Linked DNA regions of Mus musculus: all the other regions are linked to region 3. A link is a contact called in public Micro-C data. All regions are on one chromosome and are shown on one strand. Each heading gives the region's core, a stretch centred on a gene start, on an enhancer-like site or on the middle of the called end of the contact. The rest is flanking DNA. Distances are from core to core; before and after follow the strand shown.

Evidence for each region. Hi-C and Micro-C count contacts between places; a contact is called where the count stands out from the background.
Region 1: a Micro-C map of muscle stem cells shows a contact between it and region 3, with 7 times the contacts expected there. The contact joins the enhancer-like site here to the promoter of Ep300 in region 3. A contact is called at or near these places in 1 of 484 Hi-C or Micro-C datasets (muscle stem cells), 2 of 115 datasets of contacts at active chromatin or transcription factors (memory CD8 T cells and pancreatic cancer cells) and 2 of 9 other capture datasets (adipose tissue and pancreatic islet).
Region 2: a contact with region 3 is called in a Micro-C map of embryonic stem cells, with 5 times the contacts expected there. The contact joins the promoter of Tef here to the promoter of Ep300 in region 3. A contact is called at or near these places in 6 of 484 Hi-C or Micro-C datasets (CD4 T cells, embryonic stem cells, liver and 1 more), 4 of 115 datasets of contacts at active chromatin or transcription factors (the SCID.adh cell line, extraembryonic endoderm stem cells, memory CD8 T cells and 1 more) and 2 of 9 other capture datasets (adipose tissue and pancreatic islet).

What each region holds. Positions count from the first base shown.
Region 1 is chr15:81,833,009-81,837,905 of GRCm38.p6, forward strand. No RefSeq gene overlaps it. Among named protein-coding and RNA genes, the nearest start is that of Tob2, 23 kb to the right of the region's middle. Within about 2 kb of position 3,528, at least 217 of the 459 cell types and tissues checked have an H3K27ac peak or open chromatin away from gene starts, as enhancers often do. A contact at or near this core is called in adipose tissue, muscle stem cells and pancreatic islet, where this site is marked.
Region 2 is chr15:81,809,442-81,814,327 of GRCm38.p6, forward strand. Tef (thyrotroph embryonic factor) reads left to right here and starts at 1,973. Exons shown (of 4, transcript NM_017376.3): 1 at 1,973-2,279. The coding sequence starts at 2,129.
Region 3 is chr15:81,583,543-81,588,238 of GRCm38.p6, forward strand. It overlaps Ep300 (E1A binding protein p300), which reads left to right and starts at 2,672. Exons shown (of 31, transcript NM_177821.6): 1 at 2,672-3,180. The coding sequence starts at 3,087.

The DNA of each region.
Region 1 (4,897 bases), core at 2,278-4,777, 250 kb after region 3:
ACTGCTCTTGCAGAGGATTTGAATTCGGTTCCCAGCATCCACATCAACTGGGAGAGCTCGGACATCTGAGGTCTCTGTGGACATTTTCTTGTGTTTACCTCCACATACATAGGCACATACATAATTAAAAACAATAAACACCTTATTTTTAAAAGAGAAAAATCAGGATCCCAAGGATTCACACAGGGAGTTGGCTTTAAACCCCAGCCCTGGGGACCTTCTTGCTGACACACTGCAGTGTGGAGCTAGAGAAGGGGCCTAGGATCCTTCTCTTTTGGGCTTCTGCCCATCTGCTAGGAAATAAATATGCCTGCTCTTTTGGTTCAAGGGATAATATGTCCCTTGGGGAGATGAAAGGGAGTGGGCTGTTAGCAGGAGGTAGAAAGGTTCCCAGAGTTTTGGGGACTCTAAGCATATATAGGGCTCTGTAGTTCTCAGAGCATCCTGAACCATTTGCCAGAAGTGAGTCCTCAGGGGTATGTAGAGCCTGAGGCCCTCATCCTTCGCACGAAGTGTCAAGGCTACTCCCCTGACCCCAGATGTCTCCTGGAGGCCCTGTCAGCATTGTACTCTCCTTCATATCCCCATAACCTCTAGACTTCTAAGCCTTGGGGACAAGGACCAGGTTGGAGTCCCAGGATCCACAACTGGACTGTTAAAGTTTCCCAGCAGTGTTTACAGAGAGACAAAGAAGCTGGCGCTGTCCAAACACTCCTAGTTGTCAGGACATAAGCTTGGTGTTTCTCGGGTGTGTTCCCAAGCAGTCTTTCCCAGCCCCTCTGGAACTACATTTTGGTAACTCCACTGTGCAAGTAACAGTGGCACAGAGCAGTCCAGCTGAGAAATGCCATGGGCAGGATTCACACTGAGGTCTGTCTAGGTCCAGAGTCTATGCCTTACCTTCTTGCTGCTCTAAATTGAACTGTTAAGAGGCAATGGTGGATCAAACCTTTGATCCCAGCACTCAGGAGGCAGAGGCAAGTGGATGTCTGTGAGTTGGAGGCCAGCCTGGTCTACACAGCTAGGTCCTTATCTTTAAAAAAAACAAAAAGAAAACCAAAGTCAGCTTGGGTAGCTGCTCCAAGAGAGCCTCCCTGATGACTGTCAGCCCTGGCCTTGGGATCTCGGATTCCCCTCTACTCTCTGGGTTTTAGGTTCCTCCTGGAGACTCAAGCAGCTCCTTCTCATGAGACCCATCTGTTTACCTGGGCAGGCCTGGATTTTGTGACTACAAACACTGAGCACTGGCCTGGCTTCCCCATGGCCTCTCAGGAGCCTGAAGGGTGCCTGCCAAGCCTACGTACTAATTTGAGATGTTGGGAACAGGACAGGGAGTGTGAGGTGGGGTAAGCTGAGGGGAGGGTGGGGAGCTGGCCAAGGTCTGAGAGTTTAAAAATACATCCTGTCAGCTAGAGCCTGGTCTCCTAGGGCCTAGTGACATCACAGGGGCACAGGATGTCCCTGGCAGAGGCTGGAAATAGCAGAGAGGGGACATGGCAGGGGGAGGAGCTGAGGGGCTTCTGAGCTACCCCTTTCTGTGCCTGGAAGCTGTGTTTGCAGACATCACCTGTCTAGGGTCAAAAGGGGTCACCAGTCACATTCCTCAAGAGATTCCGAACTGCATCTGAAAAAAAAAATGGGGACCAGGGAGATTGTGCCTGAGACCCCACTTGGAGAGAGATGGGAGTCCCTGGACACAAGCTAGCGAGTCTGGCTTAGCATTTGTGATCCTGGAAGTCTGCTGGGCATGGGTGAGAGGAGCATTAGTTGGCAGAGAGCCTCCCTCCCCTCAGTGGAGGGCTGAGGCAGACTCCCAGAGCAGATGCTCATTCAGCCTTTGATGTGACTGATGGGCTATCAGAGCCACACACCCCCCCCAACCCCCCCAACCCCCCCCCCCCGTCCCCCGTCCCTGCTCCTCACTCCCAGCAGCAGGAGCGGCTAGGTCGGGAGTAGCGCTGTCAATGTTATAGATGACACCAAGACCCAGGGTGGACAGAGTGGCCTGCTCCAAGCCAGACCCCCAAGCACATCACGGATGGCTAGGATGGGATCTGGCCTTCCTAGTTCAGTAGCTAGTGAGAAAGGAACCAGCTCTATCGCCAAGATGGACCTTAGGGGTGAGAAAGAGGCTGGAGTTCACCTCTCCCTCTTCCCCTCCTGCCCCTGCTGTGCTCTGAACAAAGTCCAGCCCATCATCTGACCAAGATTCTCCTCAGGGCAGCCTCCTCTCTCTTGAATCTGCACCCATAAGCCTCAGCCTCACCAGGAGCTCCCAGATCTCTGAAGTGATTGCTGATTCAGGCCTCTGAACAGTTACTTGTACTGCCTCTGCTGTGTGGCTTGACCTCACCTGTCTCTGCCCAGGAACCTTCTAGCAGGCTTTAGCCCTGAGCCACCACTGCGCCGTCAGACCACAGTCATGATAATGGCAGTGATTATTGCTATGGTTTTTCTCTTCCTGGGCCAACCTTTTCTTAATAGCTGTACCCTCATTTTTATTCATCTCTCCAATCCTGGTGTCAATGTCTAACCAATGCCAGGATAAAGGAATTAAATTGGGTCTTGAGTCCGCCGCATTCTGGAACGGGCTTTGTTCGAGTCTCATGTCCTCTCCAAACCTGATAAATGGGGGCAAGGTCCAGGTCCAGGCTGGGGTTGGCTGTATCTAGTAGTAAGCATTAAAGGGCTGGGGACTGAAAGGTCAAGACTGGCTGTTCCTGGCCCCATCTGTCCTCCATCTATCTATCACATGCTCTCTGCCCCGACTTTCCACCCACCTCATAAAATCAATGCAGCCTCAATCCCCGGCCTGCCCCTCCTACCTGACTTGGTTCCCAAACTTTATAAACTCTGGGGAGAGTTTATAAAGAGACAGTTTGGAGAGAGACACTTTGGAGGTAAACAGACTCTCGTGGGTTCAGTGGCCAGCCTGGGATGTCTAACGACTGACTGTTAGAAAACAAAGCAAAATCAAACCAAACTCTGAGAACCCAGAACCTCAGCTTTTGCTAAGGTGACCCGTGTATAAGTGCGCGCGCTGAGGTTTCGGGGTGGGGTGGGGGGTGACTGTTGTGGAAACCTGGATCCAGCAGTGTTGAGCAGCCTTGCAGTGACTGCAACCCTGCTTTAGGGGCGCCTCCCTGGGGCAGCACAGAAGTAGAGGACGATGCCCTGATCAAGAGAGAAAATGCAGTCTGTAATCCGCCACGGTCTTGCCCCACCCCACCCCCACCCCCACTTCCTTCTTTTCCAGGAGTGAGGGTCTGTGCCAGCCCTGGCACCCGCAGAACCGGCTCTAGGCTGCAGGGCCCAGATAAATATCCTCAAGGCGGATCTCATCCTCATCGCAAGGAGGCCGCAGGAATCGAACTGTGGCCTGGCAGGGAGTGGGGGTGGGGCGTGGAGCTGAGGCCGAGGACCTCATGCGCAGGTACTCCTGAAACACCGACTCCACTCCTCTGTCCTAGCATCCCAGCTACCCTCCTCCCTCCCTAAATCCCTACTCATGCTCCTCCCTCTTCAGGCCCTGGACACGGAGGCCAGCACGGCGGGCGCCGAGGGGGCTGTGTAGTCACGCGCAGGGAACAGCAGGCTATTCATAGGAGGACGTCCCCGCCTGCCCGGCCCTCGACTCGCCTTACATAACCCTCCTTTCCTTCTTCCTCCTGTGCGCTCTGCGGGGCGGGGGAGTAGCGCTGGGAGCCTCCTGCTTTCTCTGACAGCCCCCAGGGAAGTGAAGCACACCCCGCGCCAATGGGCGTGGTTGGCCAGGTCCACAGAGGTGGGTGAAACCCCCCCTACCCCAACTTGGGGCCTTGGCTTCTCTAATTGGAGGTACCCTGCTTAGGAACTTTCTTTTACAACCACTCCACCGTGTCAGAGAAGCTCAAGGTGGCTGTGCCTTGCTTCTTCTCATGACTTGGGGCACCTGTGCTTCTTAGTCTCAGTATGCCTACCTACAAAATGGCCTTTTCTTCTAGCTTAGAAAGAAAGAAAGAAAGAAAAAAAAAAAAGCCTTGTCATCTGGTTAAATAGCCAGGTGACTGGGAAACTTAGTGTCCTCTGATACCCTCACAACGAACCTGGTATACAGAAGGGAAAGTGCCCAACCCGGAATCCCTGGGGCAGTCAACTCCTTGTGGACCTTAGTCCCTGCTCTGGCAGCCTGTGGTCCTGCTTGCCTCTTGGCTCAGGAAGGTCACAGGTGGAGCTGGAGCCCGTGTCTGGTGGCATGAGGACTCCCAGAAATATCTAACAGTCACTGTAGCCCCTCAACCACGTCCCCACCTCAGGGAGACCACTGTCTGTGGCGAGGTGTTTGCCTGAAGGATTTGGGGGTTGGTTTTGTGTTTTGTTCTGTGTAGCCCTGGCAGGCCTATCTGGAAGTCACAAAGATTCACCTGCCTCAGCCTCTCAAGTGCTAGGATTAAAGACCGGTATGGGACTCACTATGTAGCTCAGACTGGCCTCAGAATTGAAGCAGTCCCAGATAGGTCCACTCCCTACTTCTCCAACCCCTCCCCCATTTTGAGCACCAATAAGAGTAAATATTCTAGGATGGGGAGACATCTGGACCTTCCCTGATGCTGGCAGCAAAGTGGAGACTGTCACTTCTCCCCTCTCCCTAGCTTGGTTTACCAGCAGGGTGAGAACCATTGTCCCTGTTCTACTTAGTGGCCTGGAATGTGAGCCAGAGCTTTATGCTCATCTTACCTACAAACAACAAAGGGGAGGGAACAGCAGTATCCTTTCATAGTTGAGGAAACCAAGGGATGAATATGTGGCATCCTGGCTTGTGGTTTTCTTAGCATTTCTGGGTTGCAGCCAGCCTCTGCATTGGAGAAGAAAATATAAAGGTCTGTCCGGGGAGCTGGAGAGGTGCCTCAACAGTTAC
Region 2 (4,886 bases), core at 723-3,222, 230 kb after region 3:
CTTATCAGTCCTCCTCTGCCACACTAGGAATTGTTCTCCTTCTCAACAGTATAAGAGTTAGCCATGAAAATGTACATTTCAGTCTAGTCTAGACAGTTCCTCTAGAACCAAATCACATGGAGATTTCTACTTCTTTTAAAAAAATATTATGTTACATTTGTGTGTGCAAGAGGAATTATTGTGTTCATGGAGGTCTGAAGACAATTTTTGATTTAGTCCCTCCTGCCATCACATGGTATGCAGAGATTGAACTCTGGTTGTCAGACTTGGCAGCAATCACCTTTACCCCATGAGCCATCTTGCTCATCCAGCTTTTCTTTTCTAGAGTTTCATATGTTGCTTCATTTTCTTGGAGTCACTCTTTCAGATTTACTGCTAAAAACCTCTAGGCCAGTTTCTCCTAAAGAGATCCTAGATACATAAGATTCCTCCTGACAGGTCTGCAACGCCTGGGTTTCCTGTGCAGTTTCCTTTCTCCACACTGGATTTATATCCATCAATTTTGATTAAATTAGGAAAGATATTTGCATGGGAACACCGTAGGCTACATCCTGCTTTCTCCCCATTTGACAAAAAGGAGAACAGACTGGAGAAATGGAACAATGGGCTAGAGGATTCAGGTTCAGAAAACGATCAACATCACAAAATCTTGTATTTTAGATTCACAGTCCATCACTCTATTCCTAAGGCTACCCAACGTCCTTTAGCCGCTTCCTTTGGGCTTACTCAGCTAAATTTCTTTTTCCTCAGGTCCTAACACAATCCATGCGCTTCTAGCTGTCTATTGTGGTGTTCTGTAACTACCGCATGAACCACAGGCTGCCTTTCCGCCAGACTCAGCTCCTCCTTCCGAGGCAGGGAGCCATGGGAGGGACGGAGGGACAGAGTATAAACAAGCCAAGTCCCTGCCCCTCTGGGAGCTTAATCCCTGAGCGTCTAGTATTGTCTGGGCTTGAAGCCGAGTATGACTTGTACTGCAAAGAGGTACAAAGTTCTGCGAGCCATCTTGAAGGTTTGCACACCCCTTCACGGCTCACAGGTTTCCTAAGGAACCCAGAAACTATGTTTTGTTTTGCTTTTGACTCTAGTTCAATGTTGAATTTTTAAGACTGAGGAAATGGGCTCCCGTGGAGCAACTGGATAATTCCCAAGGTCACAAGCGAGCAGCTAGTAGTACGGAAGTCTGTCCGGACCCTGGTTCGTGGATAGGTTTCAAGAATGCGCTCTCCGTACTAGTGTTTATTCTGCAACCACGCCCGCTCCCAATCCCTAAATCAGTGGGCAACCTGACACCCGCTGAAGCAGCGGAGCTTGGGACCCGCCTGCCCTCCGCTAACCTCGCGCGGAGCGTGGGAGGAGCGCTGGCTGGCTACCCACGTCCCAGTCCCCTTACCCCCGGGCAGAGTCCGCCAAACAACACAACAGGCCAGTCCTGGCTAGGCCTAGGCCAGAGCCAGCCCCGCCCCTCTCCGCCCCTCTCCGCCCCTCCGCGCCGCAGCCGCACGTGCAGAGCCTCGTGCAATCGCGCCGGCCCCGCCCTCTTGCCCCATTGGCTGCCGCGAGCCTTTCCCTCACTGCCCCGCCCCGCGAGGCTCCGCATCTGCTGCCGCTCCACGTGACCCTCGGGGCTGGGCCGTCGCGCCCCGCTCCGCCTTCCTCTGAGGTGGCTTCTCCGAGGGAAGGAGAAAAAGGAGGCTGCGATGAGGTGGGAGGAAACCTGTAGTCACGAAAGTGGTGGCGAAAGGGACGCGACTGACCAAAAAAGAACAGGGGGGCTCCGCAGAAGGGCCCGACGCTCCCGGGCAGGCGGAGCGATACTCCTCACCTGGCCCAGCACGTGTCTACATCGTTTGGTTCTCACAGCCAATCCTAGCCTGAAGAGCTGTGCCCGCCCTTACGCAGCGCGCACCAATCGGAAGCCACGCTATGGGACCGCTGGCCTGGCCTTATGAATAATGAATGAGACGGAACCAGTCCGCGGGAGGGGTGCGGATGGAGAGAGGTGGGGGTGCAGTAGCGCGTCTGCGCAGTGCTGCCCGTGTCAGCAGCTGCGGCGGGTCGAGCCGCTCCGGCCCGTCTCGGGGTGCGGGCGGGGGAGGCGAGGCGCACGAGTGGGGCGCAGGGCACGATGTCCGACGCGGGCGGCGGGAAGAAGCCGCCTGTGGAGCCTCAGGCGGGGCCGGGCCCGGGGCGTGCAGCTGGAGAACGGGGCCTGTCGGGCTCCTTCCCTCTGGTCCTGAAGAAGCTGATGGAGAACCCCCCGCGCGAGACGCGCCTCGGTGAGGGGGGGGGGCTCGCGCGTGTCTGGGGGCGGGGTTTCTGTAAAGGCGGGGCCTTGTGGGGGCGGGCCGGCCCGGGCCGGGTCAGAGGTCAGGGTGAAGCGGTCCAGTGGTGTGGTGTTTATGCGGGCCCGGGCATGACTAGGGGCCTGCTGGACTAGGCCTCTAGCCCAGAGAGAAAGTCAGGGGGTGATCTGGAAAGGACAAGTCAACAGAACTTTGCAAGGAAGCCGCCACTTAGAGGGGGCTCCAGTGGGGCCGCCTGCATCCAAATCCTGAGGATACTGCTTGCCTTCAAATGCGGGTTCCTGGACCTCACCTAGTCTGCGGATCTTGAGACAGAGCGTGTATTTTAAGAAACACTCCACTGCACCCTCGTGGGTGCAGAGTTCACCACCAAAGTTTGAGAGGCCCTGATCAGTATAGCAGATGGCCTTTGTATGTCTTTGGTCCGTCCTGGAGGAAGACGATTCCTCCTCTCTACGAGTGGACAGTGAGCAGGTCCACGGTGGTGCTTTACTGGAAATGCATCCCTGGGAGGTGTGGATGGAGGAGGCAATTTGAGATGAGGGTCGGTAGTGTCTCCCAGTTGTTTTTAAATCAAAGCCTGGTTTAAAAAAAAATTAAGGGAATGAAGGCTGGGCAAAGTAGGGCTGTGATGAGGGTTAGAATGTGGCCACTCAGGTCCTTCTCCTGGTTGATTGTTGGGAATCACAATAGCAGGACCGGGCTTCATCGAATTGCCCAGGCCACAAGAGTCCCTGGGGCCTGGTGTGGAAAGCAGACTTGGCCTGGGTATTTGGCCTGGAAGAGCAGCAGGACTGCCACCTATTGTGGGGTTTTAGGTCCATTGATGTGTGCTTTCAGTCTGAGATCTTCAGATTTCCAAGAGCTCAGCTTAATTAGGGTATCTGGGAAGGACTTGGCTGTTTGTGGATTGCTTGTATCAGGGATCTCATTTCCCTTTCTAAAATGCTGTTGTTTCTTTCCTTGGGTGTGTTCTGGGGCTGCTGTGCTTATGGTTGTCCCTGTTACGTTATAAATAGCTTCTGCTCATCAGGTGAGGCTAGATTCTCTCCTCCTGCCTCAGGACCTCATGTGCACAAACGCTTTTGTTTGTATGAAGGTGATGACTCCATCCAGATCTGAGTGTAAGACAAACTGCAAGGGCTGGTGCTCACATCTGGCAGCTCTTGCCTAAGCTCACCAGAGAGGACCAGGCCATACTGGGGTTTTGCTTTGCATTTGCCCACACTCACAAAGCATTTTGACATAGTCTTATCTTGTTTGGGTTACTACCTCTCCACTTCTAGGTGAGGAAAGTTGAGACTCCTGAGAGGCATAGATGGTTTCTCAAGGTCACATGGGTGGGCCTTCTGGCTCTTGGTTTGGTGTTCTTTCTGTTGTATGAAACTGACAAACCACTGGTGTCAGTCCCTGTGATTTAAGTCCTGGACACGTCGGTCATTTACCTTTTGAAATTAATTTAAAACTTGACCTTACAAACACTGGATTGTGATAGCCTGACTGATTGTAGTGGTGCTTGTTTGCAATCTCAGCACTGGAGAGGTAGAGGCAGGGGGACCACTAGTTCAAGGTCATCCTCTGATGCACATCAAGTTTGAAGTCACCCCGGATTTCATGACCCTATCTCAGAAAATCAGGAAAAAAAATGTTTTAATTGCTTTAGTCAGGCAAAATGAGGAACTTCCTGTTGCTTGTCCTTCTGTCAAGCTGCTTTTTATCTCCTTGCTTCTCTTACCTCTTTTGATCCCAAGTGACCCCACCCGACTGGTCCAGTCGTTTCTGAACAGAATGTGGACTCAGAGAGACCATCTGGCCCACCCAGCCCATAGGCTGGGAGTTTTGTTGCCTCCCAGTTGTTTTTAAATCAAAGCCTGGTTTTAAAAAATTAAATTAAAAAGGCAGCCATAAGAATTGATGTTAAATCATATTACAAGCTATGAGCAAGTTGTGCTTATGAGAATCTCCAACTCACGGGGTCTGGTCATTGTTCTTGGACTAATGGCTCCCTTTTGGCTGTCTGCTCTTGGGACCCAAGCATGGCTGGTTTTCCTCCAACATAATAATATTTGATGTGTCTCTCTTTTTTTTTTTACTTCTAAATCCAGGGTTCAAAGTTGTCTCCTTCAATTTTGAAAACCTATTATGAACGTGTCATGATCATCTCCCACTTCTCTGATGAGCCTCTTTCTCACTCTGATTGCCTTCTTGTCTTGTCACATTTCTCTGTATTTTTTTTTCTTAATTGCCCCCTCTTGGATATCCATGCGCATAACCTTTTGACTAAGACATGGGGGATTTGGTCTTCACTAATTGATTAGCTTTGCTTTGAATAGAAGCAGTCTTTCTTCTTCAGCTCCTCCCTTCTCCCTCCTCCCAGGAAACCTGCCCCCAGTCTTTTCTGCTTACTCAGGGATAAAGCCTTCTGAACTGAGCTCTGAGAAGAGCTCCAGAGCCTCTCATTGCAGTCACCTGAAGCCAATTTGTCTGAAAGTCCAGTGTTCTCCAGGCATTGCACAGGCTCCCACAGCCATTGCTTAGCCTCTTTGTTGGCCTCTGAAATCTGGAACTGAATGCAACACA
Region 3 (4,696 bases), core at 1,422-3,921:
TGCTGCATCTCCCCACAAGTTTGCCTGAACTAGGTTTGAAGATCACAAGACAGGACTCCTGTGGTGGCCAGCTAGCATTGCTTCACAGGATCATTCCCATCAGTTTCAGATGCTTGTCATGTCTCAGAGCCAGTTCTCATCCTACCACCTAGTTCCTGGGGATGGAAACCTGGTCTTCAACTCACCAGCTTAGAGTCTCTTTTATTTCTTTGAAAAATGGCTTGTCTGGTGTAATCCTGAAACCTGCTCTGTATACCAGGCTGGTCTGGAATTCACAGAGTCCCACAGACTCCCGAGTGCTGGAATTAAAAGCATGCACCACCACCACCATTCAGCTAATTCTGTTTTCTCAAGCTATACTCTTAGAAGTCAAAACAGCAAAAACAGAGGACGTCTGGCCACTAGCAAAACAGGTTAATATATGAAATATGAGAAAATATGACCTGATGAGAGGGTTCAGCAAGCGTAGAACCAATTGCTCAGCCTGAGCTTTTTGGTTGGATCCTTGGAACCATAACACGGGTACAGAAGAAATGACTCCTCCAGATTATCCTATGACCTCCCCATGTGGGTCATGGGTATATATGTTCACACATTTATACATATCAACAGAGACACACAAGGTAAATGTAATTAAAAAATAGATCTGAGAAAAAATTTATTTTCTTGGTAGTACTGGTGACTGAACTGTTAAGGCCACAGGAATAGTAGGCAAACTACCTATACAATAGGTAATGTCTCGAAGGTTTCCTTCAGTGTCACATAGAACCTTGGTACTTTCCCTATATTTGAGGATCCCAAACACAGAAGTCCTGTAATTTGAGAACCCTAAAAGCATACCCCCTGCTTTCTGCTTCGAATTGGGCTGCCCTACACACTAGACTTAGGAGCATTTCCTCACATTTTTCTAGTGTTATAATTTTTTTTAGCACATAACATTTTTTTGTCCTCTCCCATATTTACATTGAAGGCACTGCAGAAAGTGGCCTTTTATTAAGCTCATCTGCTAGAGATGGGTGGAAAATACCTTCAAAAGACCTTGGAAGTTTCAGGCAGGTTCAGAAAAGTAGTTCTCAAGGATTCTTTTTTAAGAGTGGTAGCTGGTAAGGATGTGTGGACACGTGATGGGCAAAAATGTAGGTAGGGTCTAGCCCTAAACAGCCTCCCACTGCTGTGGTCCTCCCCCTCCTAGTTTTTTAACTAACAATATCGTAATCCAAATTTTTCATTCTTGAATTAGACATTTCAGAGAAAACTTAAAGGACTAGCAATGTGACTTTGAGATATGAACTGCTGCTTTCGAGAAGGCTATGAAGAGGATGGAATGTGTGTCTACGATGAAACACAGGTGTTTGGCGGATTTAATGGGGTTCCAAAGATCAACCTGAGAGGGCAAACCCCGGGAGCTCTGACCGTGGTTTTCCTTGTTTTCGCAGAGGAGCGCCTGAGCTTTGACTCGGTTCTGCTCAGAGACCCAGCCCAGGCACCTAACTGTCCACCGACCGAAAATACGTTCTAAGTTCACCCCGGACCCCCCCCCCCCCCACAACTTCTTTCAAAACCTCCCCTTTAAAGGGAGCCACCGAGTGACGCCGGGGGAGTTTGCGGAAGCGCCTACCGCGTTGGGGCCCTTGGGCGGATCCCGTGATTGGAGCCGGCACCGCCCCCGGCGCCGCTTCCCCCATTGTGTGAGCTGCAAGGCAGAGGCCCCGCCCTCGCCCCGCCTCCCTGTTTCTCGGCCCCTCCCCCTCTCACCTCCCCCCCCCCCCAATCTTGGCTCATTTCCGGCCGCCGCCGCCGCTACCGCTATCCTGTAAGGAGGATTCGGCAGAGGCAAGAAACAACAGCCGCCATCTTGTTTGTGTGCTAGCCTGTGGGGGGGGTGGGGGGAGGAGGAGAGAGAGCGGAGAGGGACCGGGAGAGAGAGAGTGGGGCAAGCGGGACGCCCGGCTGAGTGCGAACTGCGCGAGCAGGGAGTGAGGAGGGTACCTGGCTGGAGAGCAGCGGCCGGGACCGAGACAGTGGTTGGGGGCCCCGGGGCGCAAAGGCTGAGGCGACCCTCAGTCCCCTCCTTGCCCGCACACACCCCCACCGCAGCCCGGGCCGGCGTCGACGCCTAAGGGGGGGAAACCATTACATAAGCCCGCGCCCCGCGGCGCCTCTGCCCGCCGTCCGAGGCGGCCCCCGAGCCGAGCCCCCGGCAGGCACCTGGCTGCCGGGGGGGTGAGGGCCAGGGAGGCGGCCGGACTGATTTCTCCTCCCCGGGCTTGCGAGTGGAGGCGGAGAAGCGCGGCGCGCGGAGAGGCCGCGTCGGTGGGCTCGGCGTCAGCGCGGGCTTGCGGGCGGACGGCCCTGCTTGGCCCGGCCCGGCCCCCCTGGCCCTTCGGGCCGGCGAGCTCCACGCTCGGCGTCGTCGCTGCTGCGCCTCTGCTTGTCCGCTGCGCGATGTGAGGCGGCCCCGGCGCCAGTCTGGCTCTCGGCTCGGCTGAGCTCAGTGTGGCCATTAGGGGCCGGTGCGGCAGCGGCGGCGCGGAGCGCAGCGGCAGGAGGAGGAGGAGGGCGGCTCTCAGGGTGGGGGCGCAGGCCCGGGAGGGGGCACCGGGAGGAGGTGAGTGTCTCTGGTCGCCTCCTCCTCTCCCCCTTTTTCGCCCCCGCCTCCTTGTGGCGATGAGAAGGAGGAGGACAGCGCCGAGGAGGAAGAAGCTGATGGCGGCGGCGGAGCTCCGAGAGACCTCGGCTGGGCAGGGGCTCGCCGTGGCGGGCTGGGGACTGCGTCTGTAGAGCTGTGAGTTCCCGAGAATTCGCTGCAGCGGACGTGCTCGTGGGATCAGTGTTGCTGTACCCTCCTCCCGGCCTGGTTTAGGCCCGGCCCCTCGCACTTGCCCCTACCATTTCTGTTGAGTCCGCATCCCTCTCCGGCCACCGCAACCAGGCGAAGAGAAAAAGGAACTTCCCCCCACCCCTGTTGGGTGGCGGCGGAGCTCCGGAGCCCACCCTTAGGAGCGGGGCGGGGACCCCGTTTCGGAGAAGAGATTTCCTCAGGATTCTCGTTTTTTTCCTCGGTTGTATCTCCGAAAGAATTAAAAATGGCCGAGAATGTGGTGGAACCCGGGCCGCCTTCAGCCAAGCGGCCTAAACTCTCATCTCCGGCCCTCTCGGCGTCCGCCAGCGATGGCACAGGTTAGTCTCGGGACTCCCGGCCTTCCATAGTTCCCTTCGTCTTTTCTGCTCGTTGCACCTTCATTCCAGGGTGCTTCTGTGTATCTCTTCCCATTTCCCCGGCCGGTGTTTAATTTTAAAGGTTTTTGAATGGACTGGTCGAAGACGTCCAGTAGCCCAACCATTTTCTTTGCCTTCTGATACATTCATTGCAACACTATGTCATGTCAGATCGTTGTGTGTTCTGGAATTAAGAGGTTGGAAGTGGGAGCTGCGGGGACCTTTATTGTTGGCTCCATGCAATTTAATTTGGGAAATGCCGGTACAATCGTGTGTGAGGGCTTTTATGCACTTTTACTATTTTTGTTACTGGTGAATGAGGGATTTCAGCTCTTTCTCCCCTGTTGCAATGAATTCTTTTTTTCTCTGCTTTCCCACCTTTAATGATTTTTGCTCCTGTGAGGCAGATTTTCTGTTGAGGAATGGGGGCGGAAGACAAATCTTGGTGTCTGCGATCCAAGGTTTTAAGTGTAACTAAAGTTCAACAAAATTTCATTCTTAGGTCCCCTCTCCCCATCCTTGCCTCAAGAGTCAGTATGGACCGCAGTTTATTTTATATCCATTTGCCATGAAACCAAAATGTCTCAAACTGCGTGTTGAGGTGTAGACCTGAGGCGTTTCCTTTGCAGTTTGTCACACTCTTACTTAGAAGGGAAAGAAAAAAGATGAAGCCTTTCTGGAATTAGGTACTTAGAAATGGGAGATAATAAGTTGAAAGACTCCCAGTCATGAACTTCCAACTAAAGTGATTGTACAAGTTTAAAAATGAACAGGAGGTTTTGTGCTTGCATGTTTGTTTTGTTTTGCTTTTTGGACCTTTGCAATTCCAGTTTACAAGATGAAGGAATTCTTTTCTCCAGTCAGCCCCTTTGTTAGGAGACCTGAAGGGAGACTCTCCCTTGTCTGTTCTTTTTCCTGCTTACTGTTAGTTTAGTGTTATTCTGATGATCACTGACCTGGTCCTCTCTTGCTGTCTGACTTGTTTGAGAGGCCAGGATAATGAAGAAGAAGAAGAAGAAAAAGAAGAAGAAGAAGAAGAATGGCTAGTCATCTGACAGTCCACTAGATGTTCCTCCTTACTGCAAGCATCCCTTTAACTCAGAGAAGAGGCTCCAGATCTCTCCTTCTGCCAATGAGAGTGTATAGTGGAGTTAAACGTACCCTGCAAGTTGTAGAGAATGTGTGGGCCATGTTTCTGAGTAGGATTTCTATTAAGGCCTGGAAATAAGATAGAACTAGTGCATTACTCTGCTTTTTTAGCAGCTGTATTTCGAACCATGAGTTTTGCTCACCTGCAACAGTTGGGAAGGATAAGTCTTGCAGTGTTCTAAGGCTCTAACTTTAGTTATATGTGAGCATTCAGCTGTAAAGTTTCCGTAGTCTTAGAGAATTTTTTTTAAATTATGTCTTTGAAATTCATAGGCATAGATATTTTATAGACATATTTGCTCTGGATTTTTGTTTCCTCCTCTGCCCC